2 separate regions of the Mus musculus genome follow, and region 2 is linked to region 1. Evidence: chromatin contacts called from public Micro-C data. All regions are on one chromosome and are shown on one strand. The core of a region is the stretch at or near the end of the contact, and the rest is flanking DNA. Distances in the headings are between cores, read along the strand shown.

Region 1 (2,877 bases), core at 77-2,576:
CTCTGTGTCAAAACAACAAAACCAGGCCTGCCAAGGTGACTCGACCTGAGTTTGAGATGGCACGGGAAAAGGTAGAAGGAGAGGATGACTCCAAAGTTGTTCTTTGATCCCTAAGTGTACAAACACATAAAATAATAATATATAAGATTTAAAAAGCCAAACCGGGGGCTGGTGAGATGGCTCAGCAGGTAAGAGCACCCAACTGCTCTTCCGAAGGTCCTGAGTTCAAGTCCCAGCAACCACATGGTGGCTCACAACCATCCCTAATGAGATCTGACTCCCTCTTCTGGTGTGTCTGAAGACAGCTACAGTGTACTTACATATAATAAATAAATAAATCTTAAAAAAAAAAAAAAAAAAAAAAAAAAAAGCCAAACCAAGCCACGTGTGATGGTGGTACACACATTCTGGTCCCAGCTTGGGGAGGTAGAGGCAGGGGATCTCTGAGTTCGAGGCTAGCCTAGTCTACATAGTGAGTTCCAGGACAGTCAGGACTATACAGTAAAGCCTTGTCTTGGAAAAACAAAAACAAAACAATATGCTAAACGGAAACAACAATCAAGAACAAAGCCAAACAACACACAGACACACACAGAGAACACACACAGACACACACACATACATCAAAAACTAAACCAAACAACAATAACATTGAATCTCCTAAAAATTCCCAACGTGGCTAATACCCACAACTTGCTAAAAATTGAAAACAATAACAAGAAAACACACACAAACACACACACACCAGAGAAGAGGATTAGATTAGCTATTAGAGTTGTTAGCAACCCCCAAAGTGTGTTTTAGGCTGCCATTTGTGCCTTTGACTTTAATTAAGACCAAATATCCTCCCCCACTCATCCCATTGTTGGTCAACTTGGAATGACAGGGGAACCTGAGAAAGACCCAAAGACTTTAGAGTTGGGAAAGTGAGTTCACTGGGGCACTTACAGTGCTGATGAGGCCTGGGAGGTTTCAGCTGGAAGAAACCACAAGCCATAAGACAGATCTTAGAGGAGACACCCAGCACCAAGGTCAGCCAGGGACCACAGGGCCAGCTGACGGGCTGTTATGTGGACCCTTAATTACTTATGTCTGACCGCTATGCAAACATCCAGGAGGGCTGGCTACTGTAAGAGGTCTAGATGTACTCCAGGCTGGGAGTCAGGAGCAAGAGGACCCCACGGCTGAAGGTGAGAGCCTCAGACACCAGCTAGTCCTGTCGGGATGGATAACTAGTCAGTACCCTCACCCTTGCTGGGCTCCACCCTGAAGCTTGTGATTCACTGGCCCTGGGGTGGGGCCTAGATGTGCATCTCTAACAAGCCCTGTGGGACAATTAATGCTGAAACCAAAACCAGAGGCTGAGGGGGGAGGGGGAAGCCAGACAGGGGCCAGTCTGAGGCCATGGAGACCAGTGCAGCTACAAGGCCTGGAAAGGGGGTGGGGGTGGTTAAATCCCTTTCTAATAAAGATAAGGAACAGAAGATAAGGGTCCAGGAGGAAGCAGAGATGGATTTTTTTTCTGTCAAGAAAATGACGTGGGGTAAATGTCACTAGTCAGCTCTCCTGGGACACAAATAATCTGAGACTTACAATACAAACCATGAACAGTTGCTAATATGCTTTTTACTCTCATAATAACATAAATGACTTTAATTGTATATCAGGCAAGTACAATTTTAGACCTGCCAAGCATCTAGGCTAGAAGTCAGGAAGGATTTGGAAGCAGGACCAGGCATTATTTTGGCTGGAATCCCTTGTTTTCCTCCAGCAGTTAGAGACAGTGCATCCTACGGAGAAGCAAGCCTGAATGTGGAAGGCAGCAGAGGCAGATGGGAGGAAGTTCAGGGACGCCAGGGAGATGGTTAGATGAAGCCATATTCTCTATGAGAAGTGTCAGCATGTATGTGAATGGGTTTATTTTATTTTAAAAAGATTACTATTATTACTACTTTATTCATTTATTGGTTTTTCAAGACAGGGTTTCTCTGGGTAGCCCTGGCTGTCCTGGAACTCACTCTGTAGACATCTGCCTGCCCCTGCCTCCCAAGCACTGTGACGTGACTAAAGGTGTGAGTTGTCCACTACTACCAGGCTTTTAAAGATTAATTTAAATTTACTTTGTGTGTGTGTGTGTGTGTGTGTGTGTGTCTGTGTCTGTGTGGGCATCTGCATGTAAGTGCAGGTGCCCACAGAAGCCAGAGGAGGGAGTAGGAGTTATAGAAGGCTATGAGTTGAGCAACCTGTGTGTTGGGAAAGAAACTGGAGCCCTCGGGGAGAGCAGTATTTGCTCTTAACCATGAACTCATCCTTCCAGTTCTATCTGTCCCCACGTTTAAAAAAAGTTACATTTCTCTAAGGGTATGCATGCATGGTCATGTCGGGCTACATGTGATCTTCAAGGCACACTGCAAGAGGTAGTTCTTCCTTTCTACCACGTAACTAAGACTTCATGCTTGGTGCCAAGGTCCTCTGCTCCTTGTTGACAGTCCCCAGACAACTCTATGTCACAGAAAGCAGGCTTTTATGTAGTTTAAATTTTTCTTTTTTTTTTAACTGCCAAGTATTTATTTAAAAATTATTCTTGTATAATGAGAAAAACTATCAGAAAAAAATTTAGAGGTTGCCATTTCTAGTTTCCCATTGTATTATTTTTTTTTAAATTAGGTATTTTCTTATTTTACATTTCAAATGCTATCCCAAAAGTCCCCCATACCCTCCCCCCTTATTTAGTTTTTCAAAATAAGAGTATTGTGTTATTTCCGATTGAATAGCAAATCAAAACTAAACAAACAATAATACCACCCCAACCAAACAATACACACACACACACACACACAAACAAAGCAACTTAATCCTTACCACTGTCTACTGCAC
Region 2 (3,074 bases), core at 571-3,070, 210 kb after region 1:
GTTTATCCTTCTTAATTTTATTTCTGAGATAGGGTCTGGATTCTGTGTGCATCTTTGATTGTGTGCCATTGATCATGTGACTTGAAACTGAATGGAGTTTCTGGTTAAATGATACCAGAATGTAGAAGTTACTTAATGTAAGTGAAGCATACGGTCACTGAGCACAGTTTTCACCCATGTGCCCATTGCAGTCACTCTTCTGGGTCATGGATGTAGGTGGCACTGCACAAAGATAGGACAGGGGCACACGGAAGCCAAGAGTTGGTAAATGGAAAACCTTCTTCCATAATCTCCAGACTCTGAGCCGGGCAGTGGTGGTGCACGCCTTTAGCCTTTAATCCCAGCACTTAGGAGGCAGAAGGCAGACAGATTTCTGTGTTAGAGGCCAGCGTGGTCTACAGAGTGAGTTCCAGGACAGCCAGGGCTACACAGAGAAACCCTGTCTTGAAAAACCAAAAAAAAAAAAAAAGTTCCAAACTCTGCAAAAGAGATAGCAGATTGTTTATCAGACTTTAAAATGTTTTATTCTAGTTAGGTTTTTATTCACTTATATAAAGTTATAATACAAAGGTGTAAACTAAAGTAACATTTTAAGCAAAAAGATCCCGTAACTTCATGTTTGTAATCAGGGTGATCAGATAATATAAGCAGAAGCCACTAGATGAGGAAATGATTTTAAATGCTACTTCATAAGGAAAAAAAAATGTTTCATCATTGTCATTGAATCTTATGTAACTATGGCCTTCTGTCTATGTCATTTTATATTTAATGTTCTCTTGTACATCATTGTGCACTATTCCCTGGTGAGGTTTAGAACTGTAACTTACATTAAGCTATCTCTGTGGTGCGTGCTAACTACTCTTCATTGATGACATGAGTTAAAAGGTTTATTCCTTTTAGTCAAACTAAAGGTGGTTTGAATTTTCCTCCTGTGTGACTCATCCTAATGACAGATTTACAAAGTACACTCTTGAGTTATATTGGGTCACAGTATAGAAAACAGTTTTTAAACATGTAATTAGAGGTACGGGCTTTAACATGTATGCCACTGTCACCATATAAGTACTAGCTTACCAGACACAGCACACTCTTATGGAAAACATAACTTTGTCAATGCTTCCACGCCTCCCTCTCTAGTGGCCTAACGGGGCCTGGCTTACAGAGACAGTCGAACACATTTAGGCCTTAAATGAAGTGATCTGGGAGTTGTGCATATACTCTTACATTACAAAGTTAATTACCCTATGGGAAAAATTGACAGACAAACTTGATTATAATTTTTGCTTCTAGTGGAATAACATGTTAGGTCTAACATTCTGGTTTTGTTGTAAGCACTAATTCTGGTTTTAGGATCATAGGGAATCATAAAATTAGGTCCGTGGGCATTGTTTATACACTTCATATCTGCTTTTAGTGAAGAAATATTTTTAGAAGTTACTATTTTATGTTGATTTGTTTTAAGTTGAATGTAAAAAGACTGTATGATTAATGTTGGTTAAAAGTTGAATATTTCTCACCAGATTCATTTAAAAATACCAGGTTTTATAAATATACTATGGTCAGAAGTCTTGCTATGAAACTTGAGTGCTAGGATTAAGTACATGACAGTCTACCCAGCTCAACAATTTAGGTTTGTGTTTTTCTGTTGTGTTGGTAACTAAAATGTAGGTTTTTTTGGTTTTGTTTCTAATAGAATTCTCCCAGTCCTTGGCTACATCAACCCACTCCTGTGACCTCAGCGGATGGTATTGGATTACTTAGTCACATTCCTGTCAGACCTTCCAGTGCAGAGCCTCATCGACCTCACAAGATTACAGTGCATTCCAGTCCCCCACTGACAAAGACATTAGCAGATCACCACAAAGAGTAAGCTTACCAGTGTTTAACACTTAACACATGCCTTTGGCTTTCGTGGTTTTTTTTTTTTTTTTTTTGGTTTTTTTTTTTTTTTTTTTTGGTTTTTCGAGACAGGGTTTCTCTGTGTAGCCCTGGCTGTCCTGGAACTCACTCTGTAGATCAGGCTGGCCTCAAACTCAGAAATCCGCCTGCCTCTGCCTCCTAAGTGCTGGGATTAAAGGCATGCGCCACCACGCCCGGCTCATGATTTTCTCAATCCACTTTTTAAATAGTTTATTTAAAATTGGTGTCAAATCCAGACTGAAGATTCTTTTCTTTTCCTTGTGTTTTGCCTTGTTGAGTCAGTCTGCTATTGAACTCATTGCAATCCTCCTGCCTCAGCCTTCCAAGTAATGGCAATAATAGGTATAAGTCACTACATGTGGATATGTTCTTTTCACACTGGTATATCTTCCAATTTTAAATACTATCAAAACTGTTTGCTTTCATAACAGAATAACATTTCATAAAAATCATTTTGTATGGAAAAGTGATTACAGGAATCTTTGTGTATTTTCTTTGTAGAGAATTGGAGAGGAAAGCTTTTATGGAACCATTACGGTCTAATGCATCCACATCAGTAAAAGGTGACCTGGATCTTAATAGGTCACAGGCAGGAAAAGATTGTCACTTGCATAGGCATTTTGTGGGTCCAAGGCCACCCCAGGAGACTGGAGAGAGACTGAACAAATACAAGGAGGAACATCGTCGGATTCTTCAGGAGAGTATTGATGTGGCTCCATTTACAACCAAAATCAAGGGTCATGAGGTTGAAAGAGAGAATTACTCCAGAGTAGTACCATCATCTTCTAGTCCTAAAAGCCATGCTATCAAACAAGATAAAGACGTAGACCGCTCCGTGTCAGAGATTTATAAGATGAAGCACTCAGTGCCTCAGAGTTTGCCCCAGAGTAACTACTTCACTACTTTATCTAATAGTGTGGTCAATGAGCCACCAAGATCCTACCCATCCAAAGAAGTTTCCAACATTTACACTGAGAAACAAAATAATAACCTTTCTGCAACAGCCAATCCTCAAACTCATTCTTTTATATCATCTCTTTCGAAGCCTCCACCTTTGATTAAACACCAACCAGAAAGTGAAAGTTTAGTGGGCAAGATACCAGACCATCTTCCCCATCAGAGTGCATCTCACTCAGTAACAACGTTCAGAAGTG

The links. Hi-C and Micro-C count contacts between places; a contact is called where the count stands out from the background.
Region 2: a Micro-C map of trophoblast stem cells shows a contact between it and region 1, with 2.3 times the contacts expected there. The contact joins two enhancer-like sites. A contact is called at or near these places in 3 of 39 promoter capture datasets (hippocampal neurons and liver), 13 of 484 Hi-C or Micro-C datasets (the N1E-115 cell line, adipose-derived mesenchymal stem cells, cortical glia and 8 more), 11 of 115 datasets of contacts at active chromatin or transcription factors (the 230-238 cell line, astrocytes, embryonic stem cells and 6 more) and 3 of 9 other capture datasets (adipose tissue, liver and pancreatic islet).

What each region holds. Positions count from the first base shown.
Region 1 is chr10:67,015,760-67,018,636 of GRCm38.p6, forward strand. The region is part of intron 6 of Reep3 (receptor accessory protein 3); the gene reads right to left. All of the region lies in intron 1 of Gm31763 (predicted gene, 31763), which reads left to right. Among named protein-coding and RNA genes, the nearest start is that of Gm31763, 12 kb to the left of the region's middle. Within about 2 kb of position 1,327, at least 46 of the 459 cell types and tissues checked have an H3K27ac peak or open chromatin away from gene starts, as enhancers often do. A contact at or near this core is called in adipose-derived mesenchymal stem cells and trophoblast stem cells, where this site is marked.
Region 2 is chr10:67,222,316-67,225,389 of GRCm38.p6, forward strand. Jmjd1c (jumonji domain containing 1C) reads left to right here. Exons shown (of 26, transcript NM_207221.3): 9 at 1,694-1,866; 10 at 2,422-3,074. Among named protein-coding and RNA genes, the nearest start is that of Nrbf2, 61 kb to the right of the region's middle. Within about 2 kb of position 1,821, at least 33 of the 459 cell types and tissues checked have an H3K27ac peak or open chromatin away from gene starts, as enhancers often do. A contact at or near this core is called in adipose-derived mesenchymal stem cells and trophoblast stem cells, where this site is marked.